3 separate regions of the Mus musculus genome follow, and regions 1 and 3 are each linked to region 2. A link is a contact called in public Hi-C and HiChIP or PLAC-seq data. All regions are on one chromosome and are shown on one strand. The core of a region is the stretch at or near the end of the contact, and the rest is flanking DNA. Distances in the headings are between cores, read along the strand shown.

What was found. A called contact is a pair of places that touch in the nucleus more often than the background predicts. HiChIP or PLAC-seq counts read pairs in DNA pulled down with a chosen protein or histone mark.
Region 1: a contact with region 2 is called in a Hi-C map of liver, with 1.8 times the contacts expected there. The contact joins the enhancer-like site here to the promoter of Arhgef12 in region 2. A contact is called at or near these places in 3 of 39 promoter capture datasets (cranial neural crest, liver and pre-B cells), 1 of 484 Hi-C or Micro-C datasets (liver), 2 of 115 datasets of contacts at active chromatin or transcription factors (embryonic stem cells and extraembryonic endoderm stem cells) and 1 of 9 other capture datasets (embryonic stem cells).
Region 3: a contact with region 2 is called in an H3K4me3 HiChIP or PLAC-seq map of embryonic limb bud, with 3 times the contacts expected there. The contact joins the enhancer-like site here to the promoter of Arhgef12 in region 2. A contact is called at or near these places in 1 of 39 promoter capture datasets (cranial neural crest), 1 of 484 Hi-C or Micro-C datasets (cerebral cortex), 3 of 115 datasets of contacts at active chromatin or transcription factors (astrocytes, embryonic limb bud and extraembryonic endoderm stem cells) and 1 of 9 other capture datasets (embryonic stem cells).

Annotation. Positions count from the first base shown.
Region 1 is chr9:42,510,546-42,513,873 of GRCm38.p6, reverse strand. It overlaps Gm16322 (a long non-coding RNA gene), which reads right to left. Exons shown (of 8, transcript XR_001779127.2): 8 at 2,231-3,328. Among named protein-coding and RNA genes, the nearest start is that of Tbcel, 40 kb to the right of the region's middle. Within about 2 kb of position 1,358, at least 19 of the 459 cell types and tissues checked have an H3K27ac peak or open chromatin away from gene starts, as enhancers often do. A contact at or near this core is called in liver, where this site is marked.
Region 2 is chr9:43,103,814-43,107,326 of GRCm38.p6, reverse strand. Arhgef12 (Rho guanine nucleotide exchange factor (GEF) 12) reads left to right here and starts at 1,609. Exons shown (of 41, transcript NM_001359232.1): 1 at 1,609-2,148. The coding sequence starts at 2,117.
Region 3 is chr9:42,528,460-42,531,856 of GRCm38.p6, reverse strand. All of the region lies in intron 19 of Grik4 (glutamate receptor, ionotropic, kainate 4), which reads left to right. Among named protein-coding and RNA genes, the nearest start is that of Tbcel, 58 kb to the right of the region's middle. Within about 2 kb of position 1,491, at least 39 of the 459 cell types and tissues checked have an H3K27ac peak or open chromatin away from gene starts, as enhancers often do. A contact at or near this core is called in cerebral cortex, embryonic limb bud and extraembryonic endoderm stem cells, where this site is marked.

The DNA of each region.
Region 1 (3,328 bases), core at 109-2,608, 590 kb after region 2:
TTCAGATAATCTGTCTTTTTGCTTAATGTGATGGAGCAGCCAAGTTGCTGGGGCTGCTGTTGTCTGAAGAGAATCCAAGGCTCTTGTTGAATTCAGCCTCCTGACAGCTTCTCACTTCCCTTTCACTCTATCCAAAGATCCACCTGCATTTATCTTTTGATGTCAAGCTGTTCCTCCTGCCTTTGTTCTGGTAGTTTCTACCTGCTAAAGTTTGCCCATATTTAAGCCCTGGTTTAAATGCTATTTCCCCATGAGCACATCTAAAGTAGAGAGAACCATGTCTTATTTCCACCACTCTGGGCCTCCCTTTATGACTCCTATGGCTTCCTGCGTCTCTTCGGCATGATATGTGCTGTCCCTCTCCCCACATCCCCCTTTCCTAGCAAGGCCTTTAGGAGTGTGGAAAAATGTGCCTTTTGTTCCTTCACAAGGGACAGGATTCCTGGCACATGCTTGAGTCCCATGAATGAATTCATGAATGAATGAGGCAAATCAGACAGAGAGCAAATATACATAAAACTGTAACAAGTGTGCGAGTGAGTGGCAGGGATATGCTAATGCACCCTTGATTCAAAGCAACCGAGCCAGGAGCAGCTTAATAATTTATAACAAGCCAAAGTGTGACATCATTCATTTTCCTGGTCATTCGGTCTGTGGGGAGGGCAAGATGATAATATCTGCAGGTGGCTAGGGACCCACCTGAAGGGTAAGGGGATATTTACTTACCGGTGACTGCTTGTCTTCCACACAGGCTACAAGAATCCAGTCTCCTGACTCTTAAGCCTGTTCTGAGAAAAGCCAACTTGCTCCTGTCTCCCTTCCTGACCCCCCCCAAAAAAAATCCCAGATGAAATGATCAAACCTTGGGCTGTGGACGATCCATCCTAATGGAAGTTCATCAGGGTGGTACTTGCTCAGAAACAGTCTTCTTTGCCAATATAGTTGAAACCAACCTGGGGCCCTTTGCATTCACAAGGAAAAGGTCTACTTCCCCTGGTGGTTGGCTTTAAAATGTGGAAATAGCATCGTGGTTTGAAGAACAGCAAATTATAGTCCTAGCAGGTCAAGTGTTTGTAAGGGGAGGTCTGGCCCATTTTGACAAGTTCAAGAAAATGCTGCCCCTTTCTGATTAAGTGTTGGTGTTCAGATGGAAGAAAAGAAAGGCTGCTGAAGAACCTGCGCCCCACCCACTATGGTCTATAGGGCAAAGCATTCGCTCCTGTAATTCTCCAAGTAGCATCTCCCTCCCTTCCTCTGAGTTAAATCTTATTGTTTCGAGGCTGGGAAATGCCACACCCATAGTCCTGCAGGCAGGGCTGCTAGGCTCCAAATTCAGGGTTAAGGGCAAAGTCCTTGTTCTTCCCAGAATGGAATCAGTCCCTCGGCCTCACTTCCTCTGAGCTCACCTGAGCAGATTGTTCCAGAAAGGGCAGAGACTTGGCCAGGGGCCACATTAGCTCAATGTTTCACCAGCTTCTGCTTTTTGCTGATGATAAATCTCTCTGATCTCTCTGACTCTGCAATCCTGTTTCTCCCTGATATTTTTGCATTTGTTTTCTGTTTCAATTTTCTTCTATGATGCTCACAAATACATATCTCTTAAGAGATGGCATTGGATTAGAAGTGCCATTTTATTAAGGTCTCTCACAATGGTTTTTACTATTAATAACAGTGAAGGTTTATGGCTTAAGTGTAGCTATGTCAACTCAGCCAAGGCAGTTATTTAGTTGAAGTGAGCATCCAGTGGCTCCAATACTCCCTCCCAGCCCCACTCCAGCCCCAGAGTAAGAAAGTCAGGTCCAGTGATCAGACAAAAATAAATCCAAGGACAACTGTGTACAGCCTCTATAGCTCTAAATTTGCCATCTGACTTAAGTATCTAGAAGAGGCTCCAGTAGTTGGCTGCTTCGTCCCTGACCATTAAGGACTACACTCAAGCCATTGTGGTTAAAAAAATGCAGCGCTATAAATTTGAAATTATAAACCTTTACTGAATGCTAGGCGTATATTAATAGGGAAGGGGGACACCTGTGGGTACAGCCAAGCAGTATGAAGATGGATGGGGTCAGTTGGGAAAGGTGGGAGACTTTATCTGGTAAACTTGCTAGAGCTGACAATCTATTTTGCTCAGGGGTGACAAGGAAGATCATGGGTACAAAGCAATGTGTTCACCTGTCACTAGAATATGTGAGCTAGTGTAATCAGATACAGACTAACCAGAGGATAGGTGATTCTTTCTTATTTTTTTTATTTTAAATACTTTTTATACAATATAGTTTGATCACAGACTTTCTTCCCTCAGCTCCTCCCAAATCTTACCCACCTCTCTAATTTCATATTCTTACCCACCTCTCTGCCCATCTAATTTCATATTCTTTCTTCCTTAAAAAAGAGAAATTTTTAAATTAAAATAAAGACAGATAAATAAACTTAAAAAAATACACCCAAGTAGACAAAGCTATCAAAATAAAACAAAAAGCACACAAAAAAAGCATGGTGTCCATTCTGGGTTGGTCAACTACTCCTGGACATGGGTCCTGCCCTAGGGTGTGGTTAATATATATACTCAGTGATACCACATTGGAGAAAATTGATTTTCCCTTTCTCAGCAATTATCCATTGAAATAGCTTCTTGGTGAGGGGTGAGACTTTGTGTCAGTGCTGGTGTTTTGTCTGATTTGGACTCATACAGGTCTTGCGCTTGCTGCTACAGTGTCCATGGGTTCACAGGTGGATCAGCCCTGCTGTGTCAGAAAGATTCTGTCTCCTTGGAGTCACCCATCACCTCTAGATCTCACAGTTTCTCTGCCCCCCTCTTCCATACAGATCCCTGAGCCTTGAAGGAAGAGTTTTACAGAAAACATCTCATTTGAGACCGAGAGTTCCACAGTTTGTCTCTGCCTACACACAGTCCAATTGTGAGTCTCTGTGTGTTAATTACCGACTACTGCAAGAAGAAGGTCCAGCAAGGAGGGCTGGGTGATGCTCTGATCCATGGGTATAACACTACCATCAGTTCATTTAGCCTAATATTAGTAGTGTTTTTTGTTTTTTTTCTAGGACCTGGCACCTATCTAGTCTCAGGTTCTTGGCCACTTTAGCAGTGTTGAGTATGGGTTCCATCTCACGGAGTGGACCTTAAATCCAATTTTTTAAGAAAATGGCTGTTTACTTTTGTGTCTCTATTGAACCTGGTGTCTTGCAGACAGGCCTCTGTTGCGGGTTTCAGAACTGGTAGCTGGCTTAAACTGATGGTGACTTTTCTGTCTGGTGGCATGCACGGTACCTTCCAGACTTGATTCATGGTGCCACGAGTGCTCGTCAGCAG
Region 2 (3,513 bases), core at 360-2,859:
AAAAAAAAAAATCTAGCGAGAGAGTCATTTCAGGCTTCTGTTTATCTTTTCCCCTTTGCCCCCCATTCTAACGTCACCTTGAGCTCATGCATCTATTCAGGGGTGATGATCCGATCGTTTCGCGAACTGTTGTGGAATGACTTAGAAACAGCATTATTAAGAGGTAATTATTTCCTTTCCACACCCACTGTTTATTAGATTTGATTTCCACAAAATGGCCGAAGTCTCTTCCCACCTACACGGATTGAAGCTCAGAAGAGACTGAAGATAATTGTATAAAAGGAATAGTCGCTTGATGTTTACAGGCAGAATTGGAGAACTATATTGTGTCGTGGTCCCTCATTTCCTCAGGGACAGATTTATTCAATCAGAAAACTACATGGTTAGCTGAATGTCTCTACCCCATCGAAAGAGAAACCAGAAAACATTTGGGAACTCTTCAAAGGGATCCCTCGTGCTGTGCTGTTTACCGGACAGATGTATTACTTCTTCCATCTCTTTTCACAACACGCTTATTAACTTGCTGTGGAAAGCACCATGCGTTCTCAATTTGGCAAACAATACAGTTCATTTTGCCAAGGCAAAACAGCCTAAAAGCAATATTTATATCAGGAACTCCTGGCTTAAGTGTGGGCCCAGATCCTTTCTCCACAGCCTCTTCTGGCCATCCCCCCACCCCTTTCCCCTCCGTGCTGTGGGACTAGGCCAGCAGGTGCCCCAGGTGATTGGCTCACCCCAAAACCTGTGTGTGTGTGTGTGTGTGTGTGTGTGTGTGTGCGCGCGCGCGCAGGTTTGCCTAACACTGTCGGGGGCCCGTGGACCTGGGCTCGCACGCAGTCATCAAAAGCATTTGACACCGGGAACGAATACATTCTCTTAAAGAATAAAAGTTTCCAGCCCGGGAGTTCCGAAGAACCTCTAAACGTGAACTCCTCGAGACTGTGGAATGGCTCCTCTGCTGTCCCGGGTGGATTGTACACTGTGGGCTGCACCTCGAGAGCATTCGAGGGGCAAGAAGGCAGCAGTGCCCGCTTCGCCACACAGAACTACTTTTTCGCTTCCCTCTATCCCCCGCGACAGCACTGAGCGGAAGTATCTGCTCAAGTTTGGAGAGTCCGGGAAGCGGAGGGATCCCGGGTGAAGCGGCTTCCCGAAGTCCCAGGGAGAAGGGCCCAAAAAAGTCGGCGGGGGAGGGGACGGCTCGGCGCGCTCCAGTCGCGCCGGGCCGAGGGGACAGAACCGGAACCGGAACCCGCGCGCGCGCCCGCCCGCAGCGGTCGCAAGGCTCGTCACCGCCGGCGGCCCCCTCCACCCTGGGCGCGCTCCCGCGAGTGCCCCTGAGACCGGGCGAACGGCCCTGCGCACCGAGCCTCCACCGCCACCGCCGCCGCCGCTGCTCGGGGGCCGGGCTTCCGGGCCGGGCCGAGACCTCCCGCTCCTCGCGGGAGCCGCCGCCTACCAGAGCGTCGGGGAGGAGCCGCCGTGCCACTGCGGAAGAAGCGCGGGGGCCTCCGAGGGATGGGGAGCTGCCCCGGGCGCTGAGACAGGGTCCCTGTCAGCGCGGCGGCCGGAGCCGGGTGGGGGCGGCGCGGAGCAGCTCAGGGCCCTCGGCCCGGGGACATGGGGCGGCGCGAGTCCGGCGCGGGACGGTGTGAGACGCGGCGGAGGCTGCGGCCACGAGTGGCCCGCAGCCCCAGATAGAGCGGGGACCCGAGGGCCGGGCCCCGCCGACTCGGGACCGAAGCCGACGCCCGTCCCTGAGCCGATCCTGCCCCAGCTCCGGAGGGATCCCGGTTCCCGTCCTACGGCTCGCGACTTCCCTCTGTGACGAAGTTTTCTCTCCGTGCCTTGCTGAGGATCGTTCTTAGTTCTTGAGCTCGCCTTGTGGCCGACTTGCTCGGTTTGTTTGGGGAGATAACTTGTTTTGCCTCAGCCCGCATCCCCTTTCCTTGACCCCTTGCAATCGGATGTTCTAGATGACTGAATGGAGTTTTGAGTTGGACTTTTGTGTCCCTGCCGAAATTGGGCCTGATCCCAGAGCACTGGGGGTGGGGTGTGGAGGTGTTACTGTAAAATGCAAGTTGGATAAAAAGAAGACCTCTCGCCAAGGGCCCCAATGAGTGGCACACAGTCTACTATCACGGACAGGTGGGTATGAAGTTCCTCGGTCGCTAACCTTCCCTGGATTCGGTCCCACGCAGCAGGGGAGTCGGTGATGCAGATTTGCCTTCAGCTAGTGCAATTGACAGGCATAGGAAAGAGGGTTGTTTCGGAGCTGTGCAATTAGTCTAGGGTTGCTGCCAAGTTAACCGGTTGATTGAATTTGGAAATGCAGGTTTTTTTGGGAGAGAAACTTTCCCCCATATTCTCAGAGGAAATGAAGGAAAACCATGATTGTGGTTTTCTGTCGGGTGCATTAAGATTGTGTACTCGTTTTGGAACCAGAGGGAGGTCATTTTGGGTGAAGGTCAGAGCTTGAGGTCGGTGGGTACTGGTGCATCATCGGGTGGATTCCTGTCCTGTGGTAGTTCTAGACTCACAATTTTAGGAGTTTCTGTCTGTGAACTTAATTTTCATCCTGCTGCATTGTGATTTGTGACTCTGATCTTTTTACGTGTTGACCTGCACAGTGTTTAATTATTAATTACCTAATTTTCCAGAATGTTGACATTACCAGTAAATCACGGGTTCTTGCTGGGGACAGTTTCCAGGAGCTAAAGGAAATGAGGGAAAAATCATGGGGCCTGCTTCTAATTATTCTTTTTTTTTTTTTTTTTTTTTTTAACATTTCATCTTTCAGAAGCCCTAGCATTTAAAGATGTAAACTCTAGCTCTGGTTTAGGCATGGCAGGTGGATCTTGTTTGTTAATCGGGTGACACGGTGTGGTGTGTAGAGTATGTAGTCCAAGTGTAGTTCTTAAAGAGGTCCTTTGAGTTCTTTTTAGTGAAAGCAAGTTGCTTCCTTTAGCATATTTTATTCCTCAACTAAATTATGACATTGCATGTTACTTCCAAATTTTATCTTGTTGTTTTTTTTTCTCAAATTGTTGTCATAAAACAAAACAAAACAAAGCAAAACAAAGTATTGAAGCAGAAGGCCAAAAGTCTTCAAGAGCAACATTAGTGCTCCAGCGGAAAGCAGTTTAGTTTCCTAATGAGAGAGTCTCACCCAATTGTGCGACTCATTTGTTGATTTTTAAAGGGGCCAAATTCCATTATCATACCATAACAGCTTCTCCAGAGACAGGGCTTCCCTTTCCTGTTGATGCTTTCCAGTGTCACATGAGTGTTCACCTAAAAGATGCCCTAAATATTTAAAGTACTTATGTTTATCCTTTGTTTGTCTGCTTTGCTAGGCAGGGTTTCATTTCGGTTTTCCTGCTAATACAATGTACTTCTATGTAGAGACAGTTGTCAGGGCTCTTCCTGTTACATCTACCATCCTGGTCCCTCTCCTGGCCTGACTCACAGGTGTCCAGATAATTGTGCTGCTGGTTCATTCAGTCCTTGCCT
Region 3 (3,397 bases), core at 242-2,741, 580 kb after region 2:
GTGGAACCTTGGGCAATGAATTTTAATTCTGTACTTTTGTTCCCTTGCCAGGAAAATGGAGCCACAACTTGTCAAAGGCAACTTTACAAGATTAAAGTTAAAATAGTTTTCAAGGGCAGAGTTAAAATCTTTAGCATGAAACCTTGCTTATAGTAAACACTCCTAATGGGAGCCTTCATATTTTTGGAGCATATCACATTGCCATCAGATTTATTTAGAAGTTACCCATTAGCGATGAAAAGTTGGACAGTCCAAGTTCTCTGTCTTTTTAATGTTTTTATGTAGCAGGAACAGTGTGTCTCTTTTCTAGCCTGTCTAATAATTGGAGGAGATTTGGAAAGTGGGATGTTTGAGCTTGTATTGTGGACCGTGATGAAGTGTGCCTCTCCCGTAATTGCAAGGTTTCTCTAATGCGTCTTCCAATTTGTATCCTTCTTCCTGATTTTCCTCCACCTGTCTTTTCTAGAATCTGCCGGTTCTAAGTGAAAGATGTCACGGTGAGGGCAAGCAGAAATGGCAAGCTTTCTCCTTCATAGTGCCATGCAATGCAAATGGTTACTGGGAAGGTCGTGTAGGTCACTCTATACACTCTAAAGGAGGAGCTGCTGTTTACAGCAAAGAGTCCCATGGAGATGGCCCTGTCTGATATGTCCACATGGCTATAGAGGAATGCGACTCTAAAATGATAGAAAGCCTCATGGTTCCAAGAATCTATGTTTGCATAAGATACTTTTGGAAAGTCTGACACTGCTCAGAGCTTAGCACCTAGTACAGTGCCCAGATCATGGAAAATGTACCACAAAGATTTGTTCATCAGCATCAAAGAGAACATATGATGTCACTTGTGGAGACCATGAGTCTTGTCTGTCCTTTCTCTATATCTGTATGGTGTAGCTGCCCCTCACCCACCTACAAACCATTGTTCCAAAAGAGAACAGCATGCATTGTGTCTTAGGTACAGATAGATACACTGTTACTTGGAATTCAGTTAAAGGTTGGGAGCTTCTTCTACTGGAATCTCAGAAATGATTCTTAGCTAGGCTGAAAGGAAGGAGGGGCAGGTGGGTGATTTGAGTCTCTTCACTGCGGTATCTCCTGATGACGTCTGCTCCCCAGTCACATTCCAGAGACAAAGAAAATGATGCATTTCATTTGGGAGCTAGTATTTGTATTTGTGGGCAATCTGTGAGTGACACCAGAGCTAGTATTCCACCAACCGGGGATTTGCGAGGAGACTCTGAATCTATTTGAGCTAATGTGTACTGATTGCTGAAACACAGCTGAGGCTCCGGCTCCGGGTGTCAGGAGGAAAGCCCAGTTTTAAAGCCATCTGTCTAGGTGGCTTATGCACTGTCCTGTGTACTGGAGGGGGCAGAAATAGTGACTAGATGATTTCCTAGTCCCTCTTGCAGGTGCTAAGGCATCTGGAAGGGCGGCCAGGATCTTGCAGGCTGGAGCAAACCCCTTCCCAGCCCCAGCTGATGAATGGCTGTGTTCTGTGGAAGGCATTAGACTTCTAGGGGGATGACTGATGACAGTGTTAAGCAGAATGGCCCAGCTCTCTGAATGTGCCCCTCCCCCCTCCATCTGTTTCTCAGCTCTCACTCTGCCAGCAATCTATTCTTGCTTCTACTTTCCAATAACTTCCTAAAGGCATGGCTGGTATACAAGCCTCGCTCTGAAGAAGAGGAAGAAGAGGCCACTCAGCCAGGAGTTAGCACGCTGGAGCCAACACCCATGATTAACAGGTTGGCCGTGAAAGTCGAGAAGCTAGGAAGAAAGACTGGGCCATTTGGTGGCTCTTGGCCTCTACCAGCATCTCATTAAATCCTCAGCTCCTTCTGAGAACATGTCTAGATCAAAGCAGAGTTAGAGTCGTCTGAGTGCAGAGCACATAGTCCCTTCTTTCCCTCCCCAACTCATCTAACATGGGGACCTATGTCATGGATTTAGCCATGTGAGTGTTCTGCTGCCTTCAGAAGGTCTGGAACATCTGGCTGGAGCCCTCACTGAGAGTCGCCATGGTTTACAGTTACCACACACACATTTAATGAGTTCACAATGAGGACCCAGAGTTTTGTATACTGTAGGCCTCTATATCTCAGCTGTCTATCTCTTTCCTTCTTTTTTGGGGGGGGGAGGGGTGGGACAGGCAGGGTATCTCTGTGTAGCCCTGGCAGTCCTGGAACTCACTTTGTAGACCAGGCTGGCCTTGAACTCAGAAATCCATCTGCCTCTGCCTCCCAAGTGCTGGGATTAAAGGTGTGCGCCACCACTGCCTGGCTATCTCTTTCCTTCTGATCTTTTATTTTTCTTCATTTTGTGTGTGGGTATATGTGGTGTGTGTGTGTGTGTGTGTGTGTGTGTGTGTGTGTGTTGATGTGTTCTCAGGGGTACAGGTGCATGAGTGCCTGCGTGTTTGTGTATGTGGAGTCCCTCAGACTGGTCTAGAATCTTCCTTTATCATTTCCTACCTTTTCTTCTTAAGGTTCTAGCTCTCAATCAAGCCCAAAGCTTACTGACCCCGCTAGTGTGGCTAGGCAACTTGTTCTTTCCAACGCTGGAATTATGGGCAAGCAATCACAGTCATAGGGCAATGATGCAGAATTCTTGGTATCTGGACTCAGGCCTTCCTGCAGCCTCCTCTCCAGTCCATTCTGGTCTTTTATCCACCCCCCTCCCCCCAAGGCCTGGTTCTTCCCAATGAATTTAGTCTAATGAGAAATCTAGATTCATAAACGTAACTACCATGATTGTTGTGTGCACACAATTAGAATGATGCACAGTGTGTTATTAGTGAGGTGCAAAGACAGAAGAGCTGACAGAGTTGTGTATGATCAGGTAAGCCACCAAGATAAGGTAGCCCCGTGTTCAGTGATAATGGATGAGGTTAGCCAGGATGTGTGTGTGTGTGTGTGTGTGTGTGTGTGTGTGTGTGTGTGTGAGAGAGAGAGAGAGAGAGAGAGAGAGAGAGAGAGAGAGAGAGAGAGAAGAAATGCTGGACTAGTTATTTTTTGCGCTATCTATTAGCAGATAACCTGACAGACACATCTGTGGGGAGGAGGAATTTAATTTGATTTTCGGTTTCCAAGAAATTTCAGCTCCCTGAGGAGGGAAGGCCAAGGTACAGGTTCTGTCCACTGAAGCTTTAAAGCAGCGATTCTTAGCCTTCCTGATGCTGTAACCCTCTAAGACAGTTCCTCATGCTGTGGTGACCCCCCCCCACCATGAAATTATTTTCATATCAACTTTATAACTGTAATTTTGCTCCTGTTATGAGTTGTAATGTCAATATTTTTGGAGATAGAGGTTTGTAGATGGGGTCATGGTCTCAGGTTCAGAACTGTTGCTTTAAGCTATTTGAAGAGGCCCACATTCACATGGCAGCTAACCAGAA